Regions from separate parts of the Macaca mulatta genome. Here region 1 is linked to region 2. A link is a contact called in public Hi-C data. All regions are on one chromosome and are shown on one strand. The core of a region is the stretch at or near the end of the contact, and the rest is flanking DNA. Distances in the headings are between cores, read along the strand shown. Region 1 overlaps RMI2 (RecQ mediated genome instability 2). Region 2 holds the start of SOCS1 (suppressor of cytokine signaling 1).

The links. A called contact is a pair of places that touch in the nucleus more often than the background predicts.
Region 1: a contact with region 2 is called in a Hi-C map of blood, with 4 times the contacts expected there. The contact joins the enhancer-like site here to the promoter of SOCS1 in region 2. A contact is called at or near these places in 6 of 14 Hi-C or Micro-C datasets (CD4 T cells, blood, cortical neurons and 2 more).

The regions. Positions count from the first base shown.
Region 1 is chr20:12,499,959-12,506,968 of T2T-MMU8v2.0, forward strand. It overlaps RMI2 (RecQ mediated genome instability 2), which reads left to right. Exons shown (of 3, transcript NM_001194293.4): 3 at 1-225. Among named protein-coding and RNA genes, the nearest start is that of RMI2, 23 kb to the left of the region's middle. Within about 2 kb of position 2,368, at least 11 of the 40 cell types and tissues checked have an H3K27ac peak or open chromatin away from gene starts, as enhancers often do. A contact at or near this core is called in CD4 T cells and blood, where this site is marked.
Region 2 is chr20:12,406,881-12,414,022 of T2T-MMU8v2.0, forward strand. It overlaps SOCS1 (suppressor of cytokine signaling 1), which reads right to left and starts at 5,141. Exons shown (of 2, transcript XM_001104595.5): 1 at 5,012-5,141; 2 at 3,386-4,461. The coding sequence starts at 4,411. The coding sequence ends at 3,770.

The DNA of each region.
Region 1 (7,010 bases), core at 1,118-3,617, 90 kb after region 2:
CTGGTTTGTGTGTGTTAATTCTCTCTCTCTCTCTCAAACACAGAAGTCTCATGTTGCATTTTCCAAATTTTATGAGTGATGATACTTTTTCCATTTCTGCTGCATCCCTGTTTTACAATGCAAAATTTAAGCGCGGTTATTGCCCGTGGTGATTAAAGTGTGGTTATGGGCAGGAAGACAGACTGTGTGAAAAAGGAATGACATCAGGGCTTCTCCTCTTCTTCATCAGCAACTACCATAACCAGTTTGCAAGTCAAATGGCATATTTCCTAACGGCAGGCACCGCGGCTCCTGAAAGACAACAGCTCCCTTTCTGCTTCGGACACCACTCAAACATTTAGACACGGCTCTGTCCGTTTTCCTAGCTAGAGAAGGTGATACCTTCTTCCACCACTCAGAGATGTTGAGACGTTTTCAGAATTTCTTGTTGAAATGAAAAACATCAAGATAAAGGACGCCTTTCAGGCATTAGCTAAACTTCTGCTTCATAACTTTGGGTGAGACATGGTGAGCCTCCTGGTTTAGAGTTCTTTTGTCTTTTTGTGTGGAATGACTTTTTGCTGTGATTGTTTTGAATGTTGGGTTTCTGCTGTCTGCTTAGTACCCATACCTGAATTTTTTGAGACTTTAAATATCGAGGGAGTTAGATGATGTTATGACATGATTGTAGACTTTCGTCTGGATTATTGATATTCTACCTCTAATAAATTGTTTAATATGCTGTATGGGTTTTTTTTTTTTTTTTTTAAATAGACTTTTAAAAAAACAGTTTTAGGTTTTCAGGAAAACGTTTCAGGAGAAACTACAGCATTCCCATATACTCCACACTCACACCCCACTCCCAGTTTTTCCAGCTGTGAACATCTTTTATTAGGTTGGTACATTTGATAAACCAACATTACATTGTTATTAGCTAAAGTCTAGTTTACATTAGGCTTCATTCTTTCTCTTATACATTCTGTGGATTTTGCCAAATGCATAATAACATGTATCCACCATTACAGTATCGTCCAAAACAATTTCACTGCCCTAAAATTCCTCTGGGTTCCCCTTATTCACCCTTCCCCCTGCAACCCTGACAATCACTGATCTTTCTTTTCAATTTTGCCTTTGCCAAAATATCACATATTGGATCATACAGTAAGTAATTTTTTCAGACTGGCTTCTTTCATTTACTATGCATATATGATTCTTCCATATCTTTTTTTTTTTCTTTTTTAAGACAGTCTCACTCTTGCCCAGGCTGGAGTGCAAGGGCACAATCACAGCTCACCACAGCCTCAACCTCTCAGGCTCAGGTGATCCTCCCATCTCAGCCTCTCAGGTAGCAGGACTACAGGTGCGTGTCACCATGCCTGGTTAGTTTTTTTTTTCTTTTTTTTGAGACGGAGTCTCGCTCTGTCACCCAGGCTGGAGTGCAGTGGCGCGATCTCACCTCACTGTAAGCTCCACCTCCTGAGTTCAAGTGATTCTCCTGCCTCAGCCTCTGAGTAACTGGGACTACAGGCCACCACGCCCGGCTAATTTTTTGTATTTTTAGTAGAGATGGGGTTTCATCATGTTAACCAGGATGGTCTCAATCTCCTGACCTCAAGCGATCCACCCACATCAGCTTCTCAAAGTGCTGGGATTACAGATATGAGCCACCACACCTGGCCTTCATACCCTCTTGAGGGACACTTGGGCTCTCTCTCTGGCTGGGTCACTCAATCAGTTGTTTTTAATTGTATTTAAATTTAATTTTGGTGCACACAATGAGATCTCTGTTACAGAATTCTTAGGTTAAAACTTAGTCACAATGGCTGGGTGCAGTGGCTCACGCCTGTAATCGCAACAGTTTGAGAGGTCGAGGCAGGCTGATCACCGGAGGCCAGGTGTTCGAGACCAGCTTGGGCAACATAGTGAGTCCTCCGTCTCTACTAAAAATCCAAAAAACTTAGCCAGGCATGGTGGCAGGTACCTGTAATCCCAGCTACTCTGGAGGCTGAAGCATGAGAATCTCTTGGACCTGGGAGGCGGAGGTTTCAGTGAACCAAGATCGTGCCACTGTACTCCAGTCTGGACAACAGAGCCAGACTGTCTCAAAAACAAAAACAAAAAAACAAAAACAAGCGAACCTTATTCACAGCTTATTATGGGACACCCAGTAGTAACCCCTGAGGTAGATGTGTGGTAGACTCCCAAGATGTTAACCTGAAGTCTGCCGTACTGTGGTGAGATCTGCTTCTGTGCTAGAAAACAGACTCAAGCTGCCAAAAACCACCTGTACCATATCCTGCCCCATGTGTCCTCACCCAGCTTCTGGTAAATAATGTCCATTGAAAAATGCTGGTTGGGCTGACATGGTGGCCTAAGTGATAATGCCTCTTAGGAGTGTGCTGGAGGGTGGAGGTAGGAAAAGGAGGGCACTGTGTGTTTTTTCTGACAGTCCCCTCAAAACTGCTGGTGGCTTGGTGCTGGAAGGCTGTCGTCTCAGCATGTTAGCTGAGCTGTGGTTTCTCTGAATGTTAATAACTTTCACTGTTTCAGCTTGAGTTTCCTCCTTGACATCACCAAATGAAAACATATGTCAGAGGTTTTGGGTTTCTGGTGCCGAATCCAAGTTGGTTTATCAGCCATCGCTCCCCGCCAGACAATGGAGGCTGTGTGCTGGGGCGGAGCCGCTTCCCCTTTGACATTGGCTCTTTTCTAAGAACCGAAAATAAGCAACGGAGGCTGTGACTTCACTTTTCTTGGAACTGCTTTACATTACCCCCAAAATGGAGAAAACCCTCATTTAGCAGCTTTTGGATTGCCAAGTTCTCTAATTCTTTCTGTTGCATATTCTTGTAATGCTCAAGTTTTACTGACAAATTCTTCTGCATCAGGTGAAGCAGGAAGGGGAAGGAAGGACCATGTGTGAAGGAACTGAGTGCTTTCTTGCCTGGCCTGTGGGTGTGTGGTTTCATGGTTGAGGAGAAAAAGCACCTGGAAGACACACTGTGTGTGGATTGCCTTCCAGTTTCAAGGGTGACAACCCTGCGATCTACAGGTCAGCAGATGGCCTTGGGCTGGCGTTGCTAAGCATCAGGCTACAGCCAAAACTTACAGAGCAGCTGCCTGCTGCAAGGATAAGGAGAAAAATGCATTTTCAGTCATAATGACCTACATTTAGTAGATATTTTGGAGCTGGTGCGAAAGGACATCTTCAAGGGGCCTCTGCCTGCTTGCGATAAGGGAGACAGTGATGTTAGTCTAACCTGGGGTCCAGTCCTGGTCCTGCCCGTTCCTGTCTGACTTTGGCCTTGGAAGTCAGTCTGTGAAGCGGAGACAATTCTTCCTTCAAAGGGTGGTAGCTGGTAAGTTCTTGGGAACGGAATTAGCTTTCCCCTCCTGAGAGTGGATCTCTGTAGACAGGCACACACGTTGTTCTGAAATCATCTCTTGCTATCTGTCCCTGTTGGAGGCGCTTCCAGTGACATCGTGATTGTGTCTTATTTATCTCAGTATCCCTGCCCAGCATGGGGTCTTAAGTAACATACATGGGCATTCGGTCAATGTTAGGACTGGCTGGGTTTTAGGCTGGAAGACAGAGGAAATATACAAGCAAAGGCACAGTGTCTTAAATTTATACTTGGCCCACAGCAGTTTTCAGATGAAAGGAACCCCCTGCTTAGCAGGGCCTTTTGAAGTGGCCCCCCTGTGTAGTTTATAGCAGGCCCAAGGGTGCTGGCTTGACTGTTGGGGAGTGCTGTTTAAGTACAGAGGAAAGACCTGGTAAAGACATAAAAGGGTGGAGGAAAAGGAGCGAGACAGCCGAGTCCAAAAAACGATTCATGTGGTTTGGACAGAATCTGAAATGAGAGTCCTTTGAGACTGACTGAACGTCTCTTGATAAAGAGTGCAAGTTCAGCTGGGCGCAGTGGCTCATGCCTGAAATTCCAGCACTTTGGGAGGCTGAGGCGGGCAGATCACCTGGGGTCAGGAGTTCAAGATCAGCCTGGCCAACATGGCGAAACCCCGTCTCGACTAAAAATACAAAAAATTAGCTGGGTGTGGTGATGTGTGCCTGTAATCCCAGCTACTCGGGAGGCTGAGGCAGGAGAATCGCTTGAACCCAGGAGATGGAGGTTGCAGTGAGTGGAGATCGCGCCACTGCACTCCAGCCTGGGCAACAGAGCAAAACTCTGTCTCAAAAATAAAAAAAATAAAAATAAAAGAATGCAAATTCAACTAAGAGTTAAGTGCCAGGGACTGTGCTAGAAGCTGTCTCATGAGTTGCTTCATTTTACTGTCCCAGTACCCCTGGGAGGTCCGTTTCCCCTCTCCCCTTTCACAGCTGTGAAAACTGCTGCCACAGAGATGAAGTCCTTTTTCCAGGGGCATCTAGCTGGCAGCCGAAGAGCCAGGTGGTGAACCAGTAGGTGCCCCTTGTCGTCAAGGACACTGTTGTTGCGGGTGGCCGGGACCAGGCCCTTCTCTAGGGCAGCTCTGGGAGCTGATGGTCTCGACATGGGCGCTGGCCCCCTCTGCTGGTCTGTGCGTGGAAAATGGGATGACAACCAGTCACCAGAAAACAAGGGCACAGAATGGAGCAAAGGAACGAAATGGGGCCATGAGAAGCTTCACCCCTGTCTACCCAGGAGTTCTGCTCATTATGGCCAAGCCGAGGTGGGGGTGGAGAGAGTGCTGGATTTGGCAGCCAGATGGATTCTGAGGGGCTTGCAGTGGGGCCAGCCCCACTGTTCATTCAGGGGATGACCTTGGGTGGGTTATTTCACTGCCCTTACTTCTGATGTCCATAGAGAAGGGATGACGTGGGGTCAGAGAGGTTAAATAATTCATCCACATGACTATTCACTGGGATCCAGTGCTTCAAAGTTCACTTTAGTGGCCTTTCCGTCGCCAAGCGCCTGCTGGGTTCCAGACTCTGGATACACGAGGTGAACGAGACACGTGGCTGCCCGCTGTGCGCATGGTATCTTCTTGGACCTCCCATTCCTCCTTATCGTTCCCGTTTAAGCCCGAGAAAGTCCCGTGCTTTTAAGAACTTGTGTGGTTAGATTGGGCTCACCTGGGTATCCAGGCTAATCTTCCCCTCCCAATGCCCTGACTAATCCCATCTGTCAAAGTCTTTTGCTACGTAAGGTAACATATTCAGAGGTTCTGGGGATTAGGGTATGGATATCATTGTGTGGGGAGGGACATTCTGCCTACCTAGTCGGCCCTCTAGACCCCAATGATGTGTGTTCGTGCCAAATACAACTCTAAATCTCGTCACCTAATCACCTCAATCTGGTACTGGGGAGGCTTTGAGTATGACCCATCCTGGGCAGTTTGTCTCCTTCTGTGAACCTGGAACTCACTAAACCAGTTACCAGGCCCTAAAGTGCAGTGGGCGGCCGCCCAGAGGAGCACAATCCAGTTCTGTCCCTGATCCAAGGGACCTGAGATGTGATATGGGCAAGAAAGATAAGGAAGAAACAATGAGGCTGTACACCCAGAAATACCAAACCACCAAGCCTCCCTCCCTGCTGGTCACACAGGACAGGGAAAGGAGTTTCTCCAAAGGGCCTGTCAGCACCGAATTCCACGTCCTGTGAGTTTGGGAAGAGGCCAAGCTAGACGCCTTCCTCCAGCGGGTACTGCTCATTTTAGAAAGTGAGTCAGTCTGGGCGTGGCGGCTCACAGCTGTAACCCCAGCACTTTGGGTGGCCGAGATGGGTGGATCACCTGAAGCCAGGAGTTTGTGACCAGCCTGGCCAACATGGCAAAACCCTGTTCCTACTAAAAATACAAAAATTAGCCGGGTGTGGTGGTGCACGCCTGTGGTCCCAGCTACTCGGGAGGCTGAGGCAGGAGAATTACTTGAACCCAGGAGGCGGTGGTTGTGGTGAGCCGAGATCGTGCCACTGCACTCCAGCCTGGGTAACAGATGAGACTGAGACTCTGCCTCAAGAAAAAAAAAAAGGAGAGTCAGTGCCTGCCCTGGGGTCTTCCATCGGACAGCTGTGCATTACTTCAGGTGAAGGTTTTCGCAGAGCACAGCTGAGCCTGGTCGTCCTGCATGTAGGACGCAGTGTTGTCAAAAGTAGCTGATTATCAGCTCCACCTGGGCTGTTTTTAACCTGGTCCTACCCATATCTTTAATTAGGATCCACGTGCTGGGGGCTTAGGGAAGTCTAAGCTTTTAGAAAGCTCTCCAGTGAGTCTTGTCATCAACTAGGCTTGGCAGCCACAGATCTACAGCTTCCTGGCCCAGAGACACCTGGGCCACAGGAGGGGTCGGAGCTGCCCGTGGCACTGGTTGTTAACTGGCGAAGGCTCCCTCGGGTGGGGATCCTGAAGCCCTGAGGACAAGGACCAAGAGGCCTACACATGCCCCAGGCTTCTGAGGAGGAGAAGAAAGGAAGGATGGAAAAAGCCCATGTGGAGGAACAGGGCTGCTCTACCTCTTGGATGTCCAGGGCCATCTTGATGCTGGGCCATTGCAAGGTAGTGATATCAAGTTCCCTTTTTAAAAAGCCCTGTGGCTGGGTGCAGTGTCTCACTCGTGTAATCCCAGCACTGTGGGAGGACAAAGCGGGCAGATCACCTGAGGTCATGAGTTCCAGACCAGCCTGGCCAACATGGTAAAACCCCATCTCTACTAAAAATACAAAAATTAGCCGGGTGTGGTGGCGGGTGTCTGTAATCCCAGCTACTTGGGAAGCTAAGGCAGGAGAGTCTCTTGAACCGGGAGGCAGAGCTTGCAGGGATCTGAGATGGCGCCACTGCACTCCAACCTGGGCAACAGAACAAGACTGCATCTTGGAGGAAAAAAAAAGTGAGTGCTTTTACAGAAAACTACTAAGTAAACAATAGGACAGTGGTACCCAAGTGACTGATGTTTGGATACTTTTTCTTGATGTTCTAAAGTAGAGCTGCACTATCTAATGTGATTGTCACCAGCCTCATGGAGCTGTGGAGTACTTGGAGTGTGCTGGTGTGACAGGCAGAGTTGCCAGACTTAGTAAATACAAGTTGAGGGT
Region 2 (7,142 bases), core at 3,891-6,390:
CCCAGGAGGTCAAGGCTACAGGAGCTGTGATCACACCACTCCACTCCAGCCTGGGTAACAGAGTGAGACCCCATCTCTTAAAAAAAAAAAAAGAAAGAAAGAAAAAAGAAAAAAAGAAAAAAAGAGGAGGAAAAGGATAATGCCTGTAACATAGGAGGCACTCAATCAGTGTTTGCTATATGAACCTCAACTATCATTATTGGCACCTCATCATTCAGAGATGCATTTAGCACCTACTACATGCTAAGTTGTGTGCTAAGCACATTCTACCTATTATGTCATAGAAGAGGCTCAGTTCGCCACTTCCTGGGATAATGACAGTACCTACTCATAAGGTTGGGAGTATCAAGTAGGAGGAGGTGAGGCCTAGGAATATGCATTTTCACCAGAGTCCTCCCTTATCCCATCCCCTCTCCCACTAAGAAACCCATCCTGGGCTGGGCACAATGATTCATGCCTGTAATCCCAACACTCTGGGAGGCTGAGGTGGGAGGATCGCTTGAGCCCAGGAGTTTGAGACCAGCCAGGGCAACATAGTGAGGCCCCATCTCTACCAAAAACAAGAAAACTAAATGGGTGCGGTGGCTCACGCCTGTATTCCCAGCTACTCAGTCCCTGGGCTGAGGTGGGAGGATTGCTTGAACCCAGGAGTTTGATTCTGCGGTGACCTGTGATCTCGCCAGTGCATTCCAGCCTAGGTGACATAGCGAGACTCTGTCTTAAAAAAAAAAAAAAAAAAAAGGAAGAAACCCATCTTGTTGTTTAGAGTGGGATAGACTTGGTCCAAGTCCTGGCCATCACTTTTGAGCTGTGTCACCTTGAGTAGGTATCTGCACTTGTCTGAGCCTCCATTTCCTCATATGGAAAATGGGGGCCAGAGTTTTCAGCTCAGGGGTGACTTGGAGGCTGGTCACAGGCTGTCCCCACCCCCACACACAGTCCTCATCATTCCAAAGAGTGCCTCCTTTCTCATGGTGCCTGCCACACTGCCCTGGCTTACCTGCTCAGTGGGAAGGACACCTCCACTGCACCTGGGGCCCCAACTCACTCCCTTGCGCACACAAACCCTCCTCTCACTTTTCATTCTTGTAAATTGACGTCAGCGCTGCTGAATCATGAAGCTGAGGTTTGAGAGAGATCTACACCACCCGGGAAGCCACATGGTGCTAGTGCGCGCACGCGCGCGCGCGCACACACACACACACACAGAGACACACACACACAGCCTTTTCCCCCTTCAGTGGTGCCTGCACACACTTTTAGTCACATGGGACGTGGGGTGCAGCTCCCAGGGCTTTAGGTCACTGTACCTATGTTAGTATAGATTTATTTTAAATGACTCATAAAAGGAGGAAGGGGCCAGCTCTGGGAAGTGTGATCAGAGGGGCCTTTACTCTTAGCTGTTCTGCTTCAAGTTCTACAGGGGGAATGGGTTTGGATACCCAACACTTGTGTAAGGAAAATGTGTTTTTTATACTTTTTTCAAAGAAGGGGAAAAAAAAAAAACATATCACAAGCTACCTGCTAGTTGACCCCTCCTTTGAGGAGGACCTGTTTTCCCATCTGTAAAATGGGGATGTTCACAGTACCTAAATCGGAAGGCTGGGTGTGAGCTGAATGCTTCACATAGGTGATGTGGGACCTGGGAGAGGCTCCTGCACAGTCAGTGCTACATAGAAATACAAGCAGCTGCTGCTGTTATTATTACTGTAACAGTTAGGTCCTCGGGTTGCCTAGTGGTACCCAGTCTCTGAAAAAGTCCTGAGTGGGTTTGCAAAATCCGGCTCCACCCCTTGTGGTCCTGCTTTGCCTCTCTGAGCCTGTTTTCCCATCTGTCAAATGGGGCCAGCACAGCCAGCAAGTGGTCACTAAGGGTCTGTATCACTAGTATTACAACCCGATCCCCAAGCATTGCCATCTTGGATTTCTGTTTCTCCAAACACTGCCCACAGGAGGTAACAGACAGAAAACAACAAGGACAGGACTTAATCCACCTCAGAGAAGGAAGGGCAGGGGCATGGCAAAAGAAAAAAAAAGAAAAAGCAGAGATTCTTTGGAGGTCGAGGTAAGACATCACCTCCTTCCGTTCCACTTCACCTTACTAAGGGATGAAATTGCCAAAGCTCTCTGAGATCCTAAATCTCTTCTGGCCATCCTTAAAGGCCTGGAGCCTATTTAATCCCCAAGACAGGCCTGGGCTGCTCTGGCTCTTTGACCATCAAGTTAATTTTATGCTGTACTTTCAAGTCTGAAAGGTATTATTAAGCATTAGGACACTATTATATGTGTGTCCAAGGCTGAAGAGGGCCACTTTAGCTTCTAAAGATGAAGTGTGACGTGTCCATCAGGTTGCTTAACCCTTAACCTGAAAATGACTCAGTTCACCATGTGTTGAGTTACCAGCATGGTCCATGTGTCAGGCTGGCCAAAGACACAGAAGTTGCCAGAAACCCAGGTCCTGGGCACTTTCTGGTGCTGTGGGCCAGCCCCACAAACGTCCTGGAGCCACCCTGCCCTTACCTGGCTCCTGAAAACATCAGTCTCCTATATGATGCACAGAAAGTTGCCCTTAGAAAGGTGGAGGCCCAGGGAGGCAAGGGGAATTGCCCTAGCCGCCAGCAGCACCCTCCCGCCACCACAGACCACAGAGCCTCTTTCTGGCTCCAAGTCGTGTGTTCACCAAAAAGTACACAAGACAGAACAGCGTGACAAGGAGGAAGCTAGACCCAGCCCTGTATCCCCCATCTCATCTCAAATGAGTATCCCTTGATGCTGGTTCAGAATGTGCCACTCCTCCTTCCAAAAACTCACTAATCCCCCACCCCCACCCTCTTCCTGGAAGCTGTTGTGGTCATAGAACCAAAGAAGTTTCCTCTCTGTTATCCATGTGAAGCAGATGCTTAGTGGACAGCCAAAAAAACGGCCCAAGTGTTGTCTCTGACAGGAATGGCCATTGGCAGATTTACTCAGTTTTCCCTTCTGTAGAATGGGGATAAGAGCCCGTGCCTCACAGGGTTATGCCTCTCTCTATAGGATTAAGTAAATTTAAGCATGCAAAGCACAGAATTAGGTCTGGCACAGACAAAGTGCTCAAACGGGAGCTGCTGTCTTACTGGACACACGCCAAAACTAGACCAACCGTTTCTCTCCCTGGAGAGTTGTGGGTGGAACCCTGAGGGATGCCCAGCCACAGAGCAGGCCCGGTACACCACCTGCAGCCCAGCAGGTCAGCCTTAGGACCCTCTCCCCTGGACCTGTTCAGAACCAAGTTAAACTTTTGGCCAAAGCACACGTTCTAGAAACCTTTTTTTTTTTTTTTTTTTAGAAAAAAACTTTCATAATAAAGTTTATTACCTAAACTGGCTTTAAAAAATATAAAATAGGATTCTGCACAGCAGAAAAATAAAGCCAGAGACCCTCCCCCAACCCCTGGTTTGTGCAAAGATACTGGGTATATGTAAACATGAAGAGGTAGGAGGTGCGAGTTCAGGTCCTGGCCCCAGATACAGTTAAGTTAAGCTGCTACAACAACCAGGGGGACCCCGAGGGAGCACCAGGAGGGGGAGAACCCCCTCAAGAGGTGAGAAGGGGTCTGCAGCCTCGTCTCCAGGCCTCGTCTCCAGCCGAGGGCGGGAGGCGCCTTGCCCCTACACCCACCCGCTCCCTCCAACCCAGGCAGGGGAAAGGTACCCACCCCGTAGCTCCAGGCAAATAACAGAAAATAACACGGCACCCCAGTTAATGCTGCGTGCACGGCGGGCGCGGCCGGTCAGATCTGGAAGGGGAAGGAGCTCAAATAGTCGCGGAGGACGGGGTTGAGGGGGATGCGCGCCAGGTTCTCGCGGCCCACGGTGGCCACGATGCGCTGGCGGCACAGCTCCTGAAGCGGCCGGACGCGGCGCTGGCGCAGCGGGGTCCCCAGCATGCGACGCGGCGCCGCCACGTAGTGCTCCAGCAACTCGAAGAGGCAGTCGAAGCTCTCGCGGCTGCCGTCCAGGTGGAAGCGGCCGGCCTGGAAGTGCACGCGGATGCTCGTGGGGCCCGAGGCCATCTTCACGCTGAGGGCGAAGAAGCAGTTCCGCTGGCGGCTGTCGCGCACCAGGAAGGTGCCCACGGGCTCGGCGCGCAGCCGCTCGTGTGCTCCGTGCACGCTCAGGGGCCCCCAGTAGAAGCCGCAGGCGTCGAGAAGCGCGCTGGCGCGCGTGATGCGCCGGTAATCGGCGTGCGAACGGAACGTGCGGAAGTGCGTGTCGCCGGGGGCCGGGGCCGGGGCCGGGACCGCCGGGCACGGCCGCGGGCGCGCTGGGGCCGCGGGCGAGGAGGAGGAAGAGGAGGAAGGCTCTGGCCGCCGTCGGGGCTCTGCTGCTGTGGAGACTGCATTGTCGGCTGCCACCTGGTTGTGTGCTACCATCCTACAGGAGGGGCCAGCCGGAGGGGTGGGCCATAGCGTCCGGGGGTGCGCTGCGGGGGAGACAAGGCGGTGAGCTGGGGCGCTGCGGGACCGGGCAGGTGAGCGCCCGCCGGGCAACTAGGGAGGGCGGCGCTCCCGGTGGATCCGGCCCTAGGGGGCGAGCGCGGAGCACCAAGTCCGCGCGGCACCGTTCAGCCTCAGTGGGCACAGCTAGAAAATGGGCTCTGTACTCCGCGGAACTCTTCCCGGCGGGTGGGGGCTCGGTGGAGGCGGAGTCCGGCCTCCAGGCAGCACCGAGAGGGGGGCGTGGAGAGCAGCCGGCTCCGGCTCCAGCCGTCCGGCCCCGGCTCGCCGCCCCGCGCCCGCCGCCTGCTGGCGAGGCTAGGACCCGCGCCTGGTCCGGGAGATTTGGGCTAGGACCAGAGAAAGGCTGTGCTGTGGGAGACCCGCGCGCGGGGGGCTGCCTGGGTGGGGCCGGCGGGGGCAAGGGGCGTGCCAGTCGCGACCCCATCCTGCAGCCCCCGAGGCCCGCCCGACTCCTGGCTGCCCTGGACTCCCCTTCCTCCTCCCTCCCGCCTCCTCGCCCAGGGCCCGGCTCACCTGGCGGCGGGGCGCGGGGCGCCGCGGGCGGGGCAGCGGGGGGCTCCGGGACGCTCCGGGGCGGCTCTCGCGCATGCTCCGGGACCAGGAGCCGTGCAGCTGCCACGGCCGCAGCTCACTGTGCTCGGCGCCCGCCCCTGCGCCAGTCTTTTAAACCAGCTGGGAGGCGGGGCTAGCGACGGCGGGAGGCCCCGCCCCCCGCAGGCCCCGCCCCCAGCTCCACTTTCGGTTTCTCTTTGTGCCGTGGCGTCCGGCGGGGACCGCTCGGGCCGTCTGCACCCCTCCTCTGGACCCTCTCGCGGGGCCCTCTGCCCGCCTGTTCGCACCTGCCCCAGCACCCGTCCCTCGAGGGCCCCTGGCCCCGACCCTGCGCCTTCTGGCCACTTCTCGGACGCCTCTTTCGGACTTGGCGACCCCGCTTTTGCCCCGCTACCTCGGGTTCCACTTTCTGCCGCCAGGCCCTATTGGGACGCTCCCTGACACACCCTCCTCCACCCCAGGTGTCTCCACACCCGCCGGGGACAGAGCCCTGTCCTCTCCTCCCTTGCAGCCAGATCCCCCCAGGAGACCACAGAACCTGTCCCCAACCCTGAGCCTGACGCCACCCCTAGACCCCTTCCTAGCCCCTGCTTCAGCCGCCATCGACTCCCTCAGTCGCCCTCCCTCCTGTCCCGAAGCCCTGCCGGCCGCTGCCTCTGGTCTTGGCTCGGGCTTCCCGGGAAGCAGCGGCCTGACCACAAGCTTCAGAGGAACCCTGGTGGCGCGGGCGCCTCCACCCCGGCCCAGTTCCTCGGAAACTGGGCGGGGCCGGGCAAGGTCCCTGGTGGCCTCGACTGCCCTCCCTGCACTCCCACTACCCGGCAGCGGAAGAAACTGAGGCCAGGGAGGGGCTGGGATTTGCAATGGCTTGCAGATAGGGAGCTCTGGACCTGGATCCCGCCTTCCCCGTCTTCATTTTGGGGAGAGGAGCAGCTGGACGACATCAGATTGGAACCCAGTGAAGAAATGGTGCATTCTCAGACGTGATGAATCCCAAAACCTGGTTTCCTATCCCTCATCTCCCTCGACCCCTTCCTCATAGATTTCCCCTTCCTACTGCTCCGTCAAGCATCTGCCCTTCAAAGACTGCCTTCCCACCACACACACACCCGGAGCTTGGGATGGTGAGCGGTCGGTGGTCAGGGCTGTCTTTTGCACGTTTTGGTGATTTAGTGATTCCCATTGTCGTGCGAGGCCATGGAGTAGGTGCCTGGCTGCTCCGTGTATTTTTGAATGAAGGCATGTGGGGAGCCCCAGCATCACAAGGGGCCACACAAAAGCCTGGGTAGGCTGGGGACTTGGTGACTGGTCTCACACTGGGGCACACTGCCCTCTACAGACAGCTCTCAGGTGACAGCCCAGACAGCTTCTCCCCTGGAAGTCCTGGTGGCTGGTCCTTCTTCCCGCCTCCTTGGCCCCAGGATGCCTTCTTCCCCAGGCAGAGCCTAGGTCTTTATTCACCTCCTGAGCACAGGGGGTGACCCAGAATCAGCCTGGCTTAGCACCCCATCAATACCCTGAATCTGCGTTTGGCCAGGGCTAGTGGTGGTCATTGATGTAGCCTCCTAGGTTGTGCGTGTGTAAGAGGTAAGAGAAGATGCAGAGCTTTGCCTGCACCAGAGGTCAGGTGTGTGATCATTCGAGAGATGTCCACTGAACATCTGCTGGGGGCCACACTCTGCGGTGGGTAATGGAATTACAAGGAGACCTAGCTCCAACTCTGCACCTTTCTATTCTTGTGACCTTGAGCGTGTGATTAATCTCTCTGCCATGGTTTCTTTATCTGTGAAATGGGGATAATAATAGTACCTCTAGCAGGGCACAGTAGCTCATGCCTATAATCGCAGCACTTGGGAGGCCAAGACAGGAGGATTGCTTGAGCCCAGGAGTTTGAGAACAAGCCTGGGCAACAAAGTGAGACCCCCTTCTCTACAAAAAAAAAAAAAAAAAAAAGTACAAAAATCAGCCAGGCATAGTGGCTTGTACCTGTAGTCCCAGCTACTTGGGAGGCTGAGGCAGGAGGATTGCTTGAGCCCAAGAGGTCGAGGCTGCAGTGAGCCATAATTTCATCACTGCACTCCAGCCTGGGCAA